Regions from separate parts of the Bombyx mori genome. Here region 2 is linked to region 1. Evidence: chromatin contacts called from public Hi-C data. All regions are on one chromosome and are shown on one strand. The core of a region is the stretch at or near the end of the contact, and the rest is flanking DNA. Distances in the headings are between cores, read along the strand shown.

Evidence for each region. Hi-C and Micro-C count contacts between places; a contact is called where the count stands out from the background.
Region 2: a contact with region 1 is called in a Hi-C map of posterior silk gland, with 1.7 times the contacts expected there. The contact joins the promoter of LOC101741306 here to the promoter of LOC101739969 in region 1. A contact is called at or near these places in 2 of 7 Hi-C or Micro-C datasets (middle silk gland and posterior silk gland).

Annotation. Positions count from the first base shown.
Region 1 is chr18:5,334,858-5,339,693 of ASM3026992v2, forward strand. It overlaps LOC101739969 (upstream stimulatory factor 1), which reads right to left and starts at 3,496. Exons shown (of 7, transcript XM_004928149.5): 1 at 3,337-3,496; 2 at 3,113-3,156; 3 at 2,944-3,030; 4 at 1,850-1,927; 5 at 1,250-1,356; 6 at 667-851; 7 at 1-141. The coding sequence starts at 3,392.
Region 2 is chr18:5,692,593-5,697,263 of ASM3026992v2, forward strand. LOC101741306 (supporter of activation of yellow protein) reads right to left here and starts at 1,441. Exons shown (of 14, transcript XM_038017266.2): 1 at 1-1,441. The coding sequence starts at 932. It overlaps LOC134200553 (a long non-coding RNA gene), which reads left to right and starts at 1,516. Exons shown (of 2, transcript XR_009975521.1): 1 at 1,516-2,036; 2 at 2,275-2,450.

The DNA of each region.
Region 1 (4,836 bases), core at 2,246-4,745:
GATTTTTTAGGAATGACCACACAGTTATCAGCGAGCTGGTTTCTCATTGAAGAATTCTCTTTTCGCACTTCAGTCAATTCTTGGTTCAGCCTCAATATTTCGAATACTAATTTCTTGTTGTCTAATTCCAGTTTTTCTAACCTGTAACAACAAGGAATTTGTAAATACTGTATCGAGACTTGAAGAGTGAGAATGAAATATGTATTATGTCGGTATCGCGCCACCTAGTGTCGAGAGGTTAGCGTCATTCGTAGACTTCGGTTTTAGCGGTAGGCAGCAGCTTGGCTCTGCCCCTGGCATTCCTGAAGTCCATGGGCGACGGTAACCACTCATCATCAGGTGGACCGTATGCTCGTCTGCATACAAGGGCAACAACAAAAAAAAAAGACCTTCACCTCAGACACGACAATTGTCCTAATTATCGTGTAAACGTCAGCACTCTGGAGGGCGAGGCTGAATTTTCTATTGTATTGCTGTCACACCCTCGAGAAAGTTAGCAGAATTCATAACTGCTTCACAGCAGAAGAGGTTAGTTTGCAAGCACATTGAATTGCTCAATACTCTCAACCACCAGTAATAACATAAATTTGGGATTTATGATTTTATGCCTCAACTGAAGCTGATTGTGAACGTGAAATTTCAGTACAGCCTGAATCCATGATTTACCTTTTTTGTTTTTCTGTGAGATCTGCAATGTGATCACAAGCCTTTGCCAATATACCACCCTTACTGGCAGAGTCTGGCATTCCCGAGTTGGGCACCATTGCTGCTAACTTCGTGATCCAACTGTTGATTTTGTCTCGACGACGTCTCTCAACCTCATTGTGTGTAGCTCTCCGTTTATCGTCACGCTAAATTTAAAATATATGCATCCATATATCAAAACATACTTTTACAAACTCCATTTTAATAATTAGTGGTAATATAGCACTTCACAAGGGTAAATATGAAGAAATTAATAGTAATTAAAAGTAATTTTACCACAAAAAAAAGTATACAATTAATCGAAGTTAATCGAATCGAATACAAGTTTAGAATCGCTCATAATTAAAGATGTACAAACTAAAATTTCAGTTTAATATTTTTGAATATTGTATTATTACATAATTCAATTCTTTTGTTTATTTGTACATATTGTACATGTACATTACATTAATTTAATACTATTACAATCTATCTTTATTAATTCCTTTTTGATTAACAGTTAGTGTAAAATTTAAATTCAAATATGTTGTAAGAATGATGTTACCTTTTTAGTACTAACAGCTTTGGCTTGCAGTGGATCCCTGCGGATTGGCTTTTTTGCAGCAGCAGATGGTCCAAAGACATCAACTGGATTACTTATCACATAGTATTCTGCATCAGGAAAATCTATTAAATGTAGATACGTAGTAACATAAAGCATTTGCAGCAGTTTTTTTATGCAGAAAAAGAAATAATTTTATAAATTCTTTAGATATTTTAACATTTAAATTATCAATCACAAATGGGTTTAAGAGTTCAAAATCAAATGGCACAAAAACATGTAAGGCTGGTGGGAGTAACCTTACGAATTTGTCTATGGGTCTTATACAATTAATTCAAATCAATATAAAATTATTACAATATTTTTTTATATGAATAAAAAGGTGTTACTTTTACATATTATCTATTTAATTACATGCAATTCAGTGACTGGGATCACTAAGCAACATTCTATGTCACTGTAATAAAGTACCTTGCAAGCATTGTACCCTACTGAAAGTCGTGAAATGCTGTTTAAGTTTTAATTAAACTCACTTAGTGCAATAGTACATTTCAAATAAAAACAAGTTTTGTGTAATCTTTTACTTTATAAATAAATTCTTACTGTGAGGAGGAGACGGTGAGGCATTTGCAACATTTTCTTCACCCGTCATTGTTATTAATTTATATGTTACTGTACCAGCTGAAACAAAGACAAGGTAACATTTTATAAGAATTCATAGTTCAGTAGGACTATTAGTGGACCATATTTTTTATTTTGTGTAAGTCATATGTGGAACAAAATTTCTGAGACAGGTTCAAGGTAACGTTAAGAAGGTAAGGTTATGAATGTTCTCATTGATTAAGTATTAGTTACAAATATGGTGAGAGATGCAATGCTAGGGGCACAGCCACTGCTTACTGCTAATGACTCTCCTCAAACTTAATTTGAAGAAAGACGTGTCTCTAAAAAGATCTCAATAAACTAAGTGGAGGGGACTTCATTCCAAAGGCAAATGGTGTGTGGTAAAAATATAGTATGAATGAACTCTGCTACAGTGCTAGGCAATAAGAACAGTAAAAATTAGGGAAAAAGAGGCGAAGGGATAATCTTGAACAATTCCTCTAAGCACTCTCTCTCCTTGGAACATACAATCCAAAACACAGAAATAAAAGAAGTCCCTCTTTATCTCCATCTATAATATCACAAGTTCTCATAACTAGCTATGGTTGAGTTCTTAAGCTTTAGACGGCAACTTCACTGTACCTCTGACATTTCTGATGTATGTGATGCATTGAACAAAATATTAATAGTGTTCATTTATAATGAAGTAAATTAACCTTTAATGAATATAAAAATAAATACAAGGATTTAAGTGATTTCAAATTGAATTCATCCCATCAAGCATTCTTTACTCAAGACCTAAACATAAGCACAGAGAATTTACTTCATAAAATCAAATTTAGTTCAAATTATGTTTCAATAAAATCCAATAAATATCTTGATATTGCTTTAAAGATCAAATAAAGTTTACAGATAATAAAACTATTTATTCTTGACATTATACAATTTATCAATAATAGCACACACTACAAGCCTTTCCTAATATCCACATTATACTCAGTCAATGTTTGTGTCTTGCAATGGAATCAAAATTAAGATGATTCTTCATTAATTACACAGATCATTCAGTCAATAACATTGAACAGTGTACTCACATATGTCTTTGAAATGATAAGCAGTGGTATTTTCGTTTGTATCCAAAAACGATTGAGGTACTAACTGTGGTCTCGGCGCTGTACTACCTAGAATTAATTCATAATTAAATTTCACATAATTGAATAGAGTTAATTGGCTCAGACAATTAGGGTTACGTTTACAACTCACCGAAAGCTCCTTCTTCACCAATACCGAGATATTCACTGTCCGCACTGTAAATAAATACGAAATTGGGAATCAAAACATTACATATAGGTACAGAATGAGTGGCTACTGATGTTTGAAGTACGTACGTTTTCGTCTGCCAAGTTACAAAATATATTGACCTTCGGTGCATTACAAGTGACAATTATATAACAAAAGGTTTTCCGGGATATTTAAAAACAAATTACCTGTTATCGAGCGAATTCTCATGTATGTCATCAACGTCAATTTTAATTTTGGCCATTGTGCGTAATTATTTTTGAATTTCCACGATTTGATCACGGGAACAAAATAGACGGGTCATGTGATTCAACCAATAGACAAAGTAAACATTTTTTGTATTGCCATGAAGTTTCTTGATCGATTTAATTCAGTTGTCTGTGGTTTAAACTTCAAAGTTTTTATTTTATCTAGGCAAGCGATTTTTGTTCGATATCTGTTTCCCAGGGGTCAGTGGGCCCTAAAATCCTTGGGCCAGCGGTCTGTTCACAACACCATGCAGATCGTAGAATCTCACATACCCCGCGCGCCCCTTTTGCGCGTGGACCTCGTAGGAGGTTCGGCCCTCTACCCAAAAAAAAAAAGGGGTCAACATTTAAGTAAAAAGTGATGTTCCAGGGCAACCAGGCTTAAAAAATGACTTCTATTAATTAACAAAAGTTGTTATTTGAAAATTTCAAGAAACGTTATAGGTACCTTGTGTTACGTACATGGGGATAGAAATAGCAAGTACCATCTTGCATAGTTGAAAAAGTATCCTCTGTAAGTATGTTTTGTAAGTTATTGTTCGAAGACTTACTGAAATAGCGCTAGTGTAGGAAGTAAAAATGGTATGAATATAGATAGCAGTTTTAAGCAGACTGTTGGATTGCATAGAAGGTTATGTTTCGATTTACACTGTGAGCACAGTTCAGTGCTCTTTCTGGGAAAAATTCGTTCCGATAAAGATTCACAGTATACAATCACATTATCCTGGGAAAATATATGACGTCATAAATCGTCGCCATTTTTCTACTGTGAACACTGGTGCTTTCGAAGTAAGGTGCTCTGTGCTTTGATCACGTGATTACTTTTACGGTGCATAACCTCATTTTAATAATTCGGTTATTAAGTAATTATTCCTTAAATAGCTTAGAAGCAATATTTATTTTAATAAAATATTTTATTATATACTAAATTGACTTCACACCTTACAGTGCTTGCAGTGCAAATCCGAATATGCTTAGCCGAAGTGTCTTAGTACCTATAGGACGTTGTTTTTAAAATCGTTCCACTTGTTACTATTGCGCCACCTTATTTGGCCCCTTTCCAGCGGACAATTTATAATATACTGAGATGGTACTCCTAGGTCTACCCTCCATTATTAGTTATGTGTACCAACTAATTCAGTATCTTGAAAGTACCAACAGTTAATTATTGAAGTGAAACTTCTTTAGAATCGTTGTGATTTCAAAATCGATGAAACGAAAAAATAAGTCAATAGACGCAAACACATAAATGTATAGGATTTAGCCGGCGAGAGAATGAGATAGAACACAATAGACATTCTTAGTGTAGTGTTTTTTAATACAGCGCCATCTATGAGATTTTTTAATACGAACGTGTATATGAAACCTTTGTAGTGAAGTTTTAATTTAGGATTATACGTGAAGTTAAAATATCAATTCACAGAGGGCGCTACCTCATAC
Region 2 (4,671 bases), core at 191-2,690, 360 kb after region 1:
TCACTTACACTTACAATAGTATTAATATTAACAGATTTCAAGTCCACACTGGAAGATACTGTGCAATCAGAACGCCGATCACAACGGGCTGGCCTCACAAGCCTTCGTCTCAAAGGTACCTTTGTTGTAGGCTCTGCAATCTTGTCCTCACTAACACTACAATCACTTGAAGTTGACTCAGCGGATTCTATTCTTATTCTGTTCTGAATCTCACTAGATGTGACACATTTAACTGTTCTATCTGTTTTTTCACTTTCACTAACAGTTTCAGAAACACTTTGCACATGAAATGCACTGCTGGAAGGAATATTTGACAATGTTTGTGAGCTTGAAGGCTCAAGTTCTACTTGTGACACTATACACTCTTTTTCAGTTGTTGTACACTCTTCTGTTGGTATGAGTAGCCTTTCTTGACACATATTTTCACTATTTACACTTGCAATATTTAATTCCGCACTAATTTGTTGTTCAGTAGCAGAGCTATTTACAACTGTATCGTCGGCATTGACGTCTAGCGCGGGCGAAACATCTGGAATTGGTGTTAAAGACTCAGTACTGTTTGTATTCAAAAGCTCTTGACTGAGTCCCGAATCATCCTCCGAAGCAATTTCATGAGCGACCAGAAGAGTATCGCTTGCGATAGGTATTCGCTTTGGTGCGCCTGGTCCATCCACGATTTCATCTATCATGTCAAGTATCGCTTCGGTACTTGTGTTGACGTCTTGCACCGACGGCGATGGTACGCTGTCACCGTCGAAATTATCCTCCGACATCGCGGGGGTTTGGCACGACGTCCTACTCTCTGTTCGATCTTGTTGGTAGATGCCAGTGGGTGCATCGAGGTCCTCGGCCTGGCCGACGTCCCTTTCCCGCGCCGATGCACGGCGGGAAGCGATTGTCGCGGGGCCCGCATCATCTTCCGAGCTCTCCATTATCTACTGTTATGCGACACTGTCATATCTGAAATATAAAACGCTCGCTTGATGATATTTACGTTACGAATTGGTAACCTGACGACGTGCGAGATTGACAAGCCACAGACACCATTCTAATTCACCATAACGCTATGAAAATTCGTTCACGGGGTCCACGGCGTTAATAATATACCTACACATGTACTTTAATTTCATATTCACGACGTTTCTGTCTCGTTAGACAACTCGAGACGTCTTGGAAATAATTCATTCGCATAAACCGGCAAACAAAAAGCTTGTATACGCCATTTTTAAAACCAAAGACATGGCAGGTCGAGATGTATGGGCCAATAAAAAATATCTATACAGACAATTCGGCCATTGTCGTGTTGGTAAACTGCAAGAAGCCCATAGCCATAGATCGTTCCACTTGAGCTTTTAACTTGTAAGAGAGAATAAAAGAATATTGAATATATATTTTGACCTAAGTTAGAGCGAGTAGGGTAATCACTTTGCAAACTTCAGTGTCCATAATTATTAACAGTGGCAATAATATAAAAATTTCTTGAAAGATCCTGACTTTTAGACGTAAAATGGGGCGATTAGGGACAACTTCCAACTTTATGACCAATTTTATGGTAGTTGTTGATGTATATAATGCTATATCAGGATTAAAATGATTGAGTCTTGGGGGCATCTTTGTTATCCTATTTAAAACTATGCAACTAGCATTCCAGTTTAAGCAAAAAAAGCAAAAATAGGTGTAATCCCTATTTACCCGGAAATTGCGGTTAATTGGGACGAAATGAGAAATTTGCTAGGGTTGGCACTACTTGGTTTTAATTTATTTATTTTATTTACTTATGATTAATTTATATTTACTTAGGAAATGATCCACGACAGATTTGTCCAGTAAGTTGTGAGACAATTAAAAAAAACATCTATTTCATCACTTAAAATTAGTTCAGCGCAATCGGACAACTCCGAATGAACATTGACGGAGACCACGCTACCGTGGACATTATTGTAGTCCCAAAGGATTCTGTATATGGGAGAGTAAGCACCTAAATTCGAACGAGTGAGCTTTCTTATAAACGGTTTATATTTCTTCGTTCTTGGTAAGTACTTAGGGGCTGATATTTTTATCTGGGTTAAGAGATTAGGTGTGTCGGTTATTCCATGGATTAATCAGATGAATACCCCCACTCTGAACAAATATTAAATATTTTATTATATATTACTTAGACATTTTTGTCCACCTCGAGATTTCATTGTTCTTGTTACATGTCTGTGCAAAATCGACTTACTTATATTAAATTGCTTAGCTATTTCAACTAAAGACTTATTCCCAATTTCATAGGCTTCTATTGCTGTTTTTAATATTAAGGGATCACATCTCTTATAAGGCTTTGCACTCTTTGATACGTAAACGCGAGGCATATCTAAAAATAGAAAACAATACGTAACTGATAATATAAATATTTACCAAACAATAAAATAACACATTGATAATTTTAAATAAAAGTTCTAGACAAAGACATCATGAATAAACCAGATTTTTACCAACAAATTTAAAAAATATTGTTATAACTACATAGACAACCCTACAAACCTGTACCTATTTATACTTAGGTCGTTTCCATTTCACGTATTCTCATCCCAATTGACTCCTTTTTCGTTGTTATTTGTACCTAAGACGTCCCTAATATCCCCCAAAACAACAGATTCTTACATGTATTTTTATTTTATCAAATACATTAAAACCAATAACAACTGAGACTTACCTTTAATATATATGATGGTTCAAACACTAAATAACGTTTATAAATTACAGTCGTCTTCTATTATTATCAAATAAATAAAAGAGAGCAAAGTTTCTAGCACTAAAATAATTACCACCACAGGAAGTTAATTTGAAACGCGATTTTTTATAAGTTAGCAGCTATTATCATGCATATTCAGAGTTGTTTTGTGAACTTTCAACATTCTACTATAAAACTACAAAAAATGGAAGATTTTGCAACGAATATAAAACTAATATTGAGCGTCGAAAGATTTTCCCGGTTTTTTCCCGATTCGCCTCTCAATCCCTAATCGCCCCATTTTACCGGTGCCTACCTGTGTAGGATAGAATGGAAAAAGCGTAGGCATCTCTTGGTAGTCTGTGGTGGTATCAGTAATTCAACGTGTGTAATCGAAAGACTACTGTAACAAATTTTGCAAAATTAGATTTGTATTTTCCAAGTTTCTCATAATTAAAGATATATTTAGTATTTGCTGTTTAATTTAATATAACAGTATTATTTTCAATTTCAAAATTAGTGTTTAAATTTTTGTACTTTACTTTCCTTTCAAACTACCTAATTACATGTCGTATTACCAACTTGAGATCCAACTCAAGATAGACTACTCCTTCTACTCTCTCCTTGTCTAGTCAGAGTAAAAACTTAAACAATTTAGTAACCACTTTGAGGTACACTTTCTTAAAAGAATAGCTGCGGTTAGTTTTGACGATCAGCTGCATGACTTAACAATCTATTTTTCTCGCGCTGCTCTCTCTTTGACGCCTATGTTAAAGCAAGTGCTTGGTAAGAATGGGCAGCGGCTCAGCTGTGCCTTGACATTACTGCAGCGTAGGAACGAAGGTGAGCGCTTACCGTCAGGTAGATCTATACTCATTTGCCTACAAAGGTACAAGGAGTAGGAAAAAATAATCTGTACCTGGTAAGATTTATAATCATCGAGTTCTCTGTAGATCACAACCTACCTTGAGATATGAGTTCTAAGGTATCAGTTTTTACAGTACAACGGCTACCTTGCCCTATAGATCGAAACACATTACTTCTTCATGGCAGAAATAGGCAGGGTGGTGTGTTACCTACGTTTGTGGAATCACCAGACTATCTACCTCCAGTAAATAAGCAAATTATAATTTTGCGGATTAGATTTTTATTACACGATGTTATTCCTGCACCGTGGAAGGTTAATAGTGAACATTCGATAAGTACGAATATCATTAGAAAACATGGTACTTGATAGCGGGATTTGAACACCGTTGCATCGCTAGGTTCGAATGTACCAGACCTCTTATCCTTTAGGCCACAACGACTTAAAATGGTTTGAAGGGTGCCATAATAATTACACAATGCAAATAGAAATTTCAACCTCATGCACCAATATTGGTAGCGGCATTGAGGTTGTGATGTCCAAGAGCTCTAGTCACCACTTATCAGTTGGCCGTTTAGGTTTATCGACATGGTTTATTTAGAGGAGCATATAAAGACTCTAGATATCGATTCTCGATTTTTTCAACAAATCCATTAAATTCTCATTGCATTATTATTATAGCTTAGCCAACTAAGCCAACATATTTAAATCACCTCTTAGTGTCTATGGTCTTCCTGTTTAATTTAATTTCTTATTAAATACGTTACATTTGTTCCATTTCATTCTTCGTACAATATTTTCAGCCTTAGTTACAAAATATTTGCTGTATGGCCTAGTTACTTTTGTCTGTCCAATAAACGAACTAAACATTCTCTGTGGTTCGATGGCTTAGTTTACATATTACGTGTATTATCTGTGCTATTTATCATAGATACCTACCTACTTGGCTTAAAAAACTTTGTTTCGAAGCCACTAGAAATTTATAAAAAAAAATCTACCTACTACCTACATATCACTACTAAAGATGGGTTAATACCGATATTTGTCAATATTAGCGAATACGAATATATTCATGATGTAATATTATAAT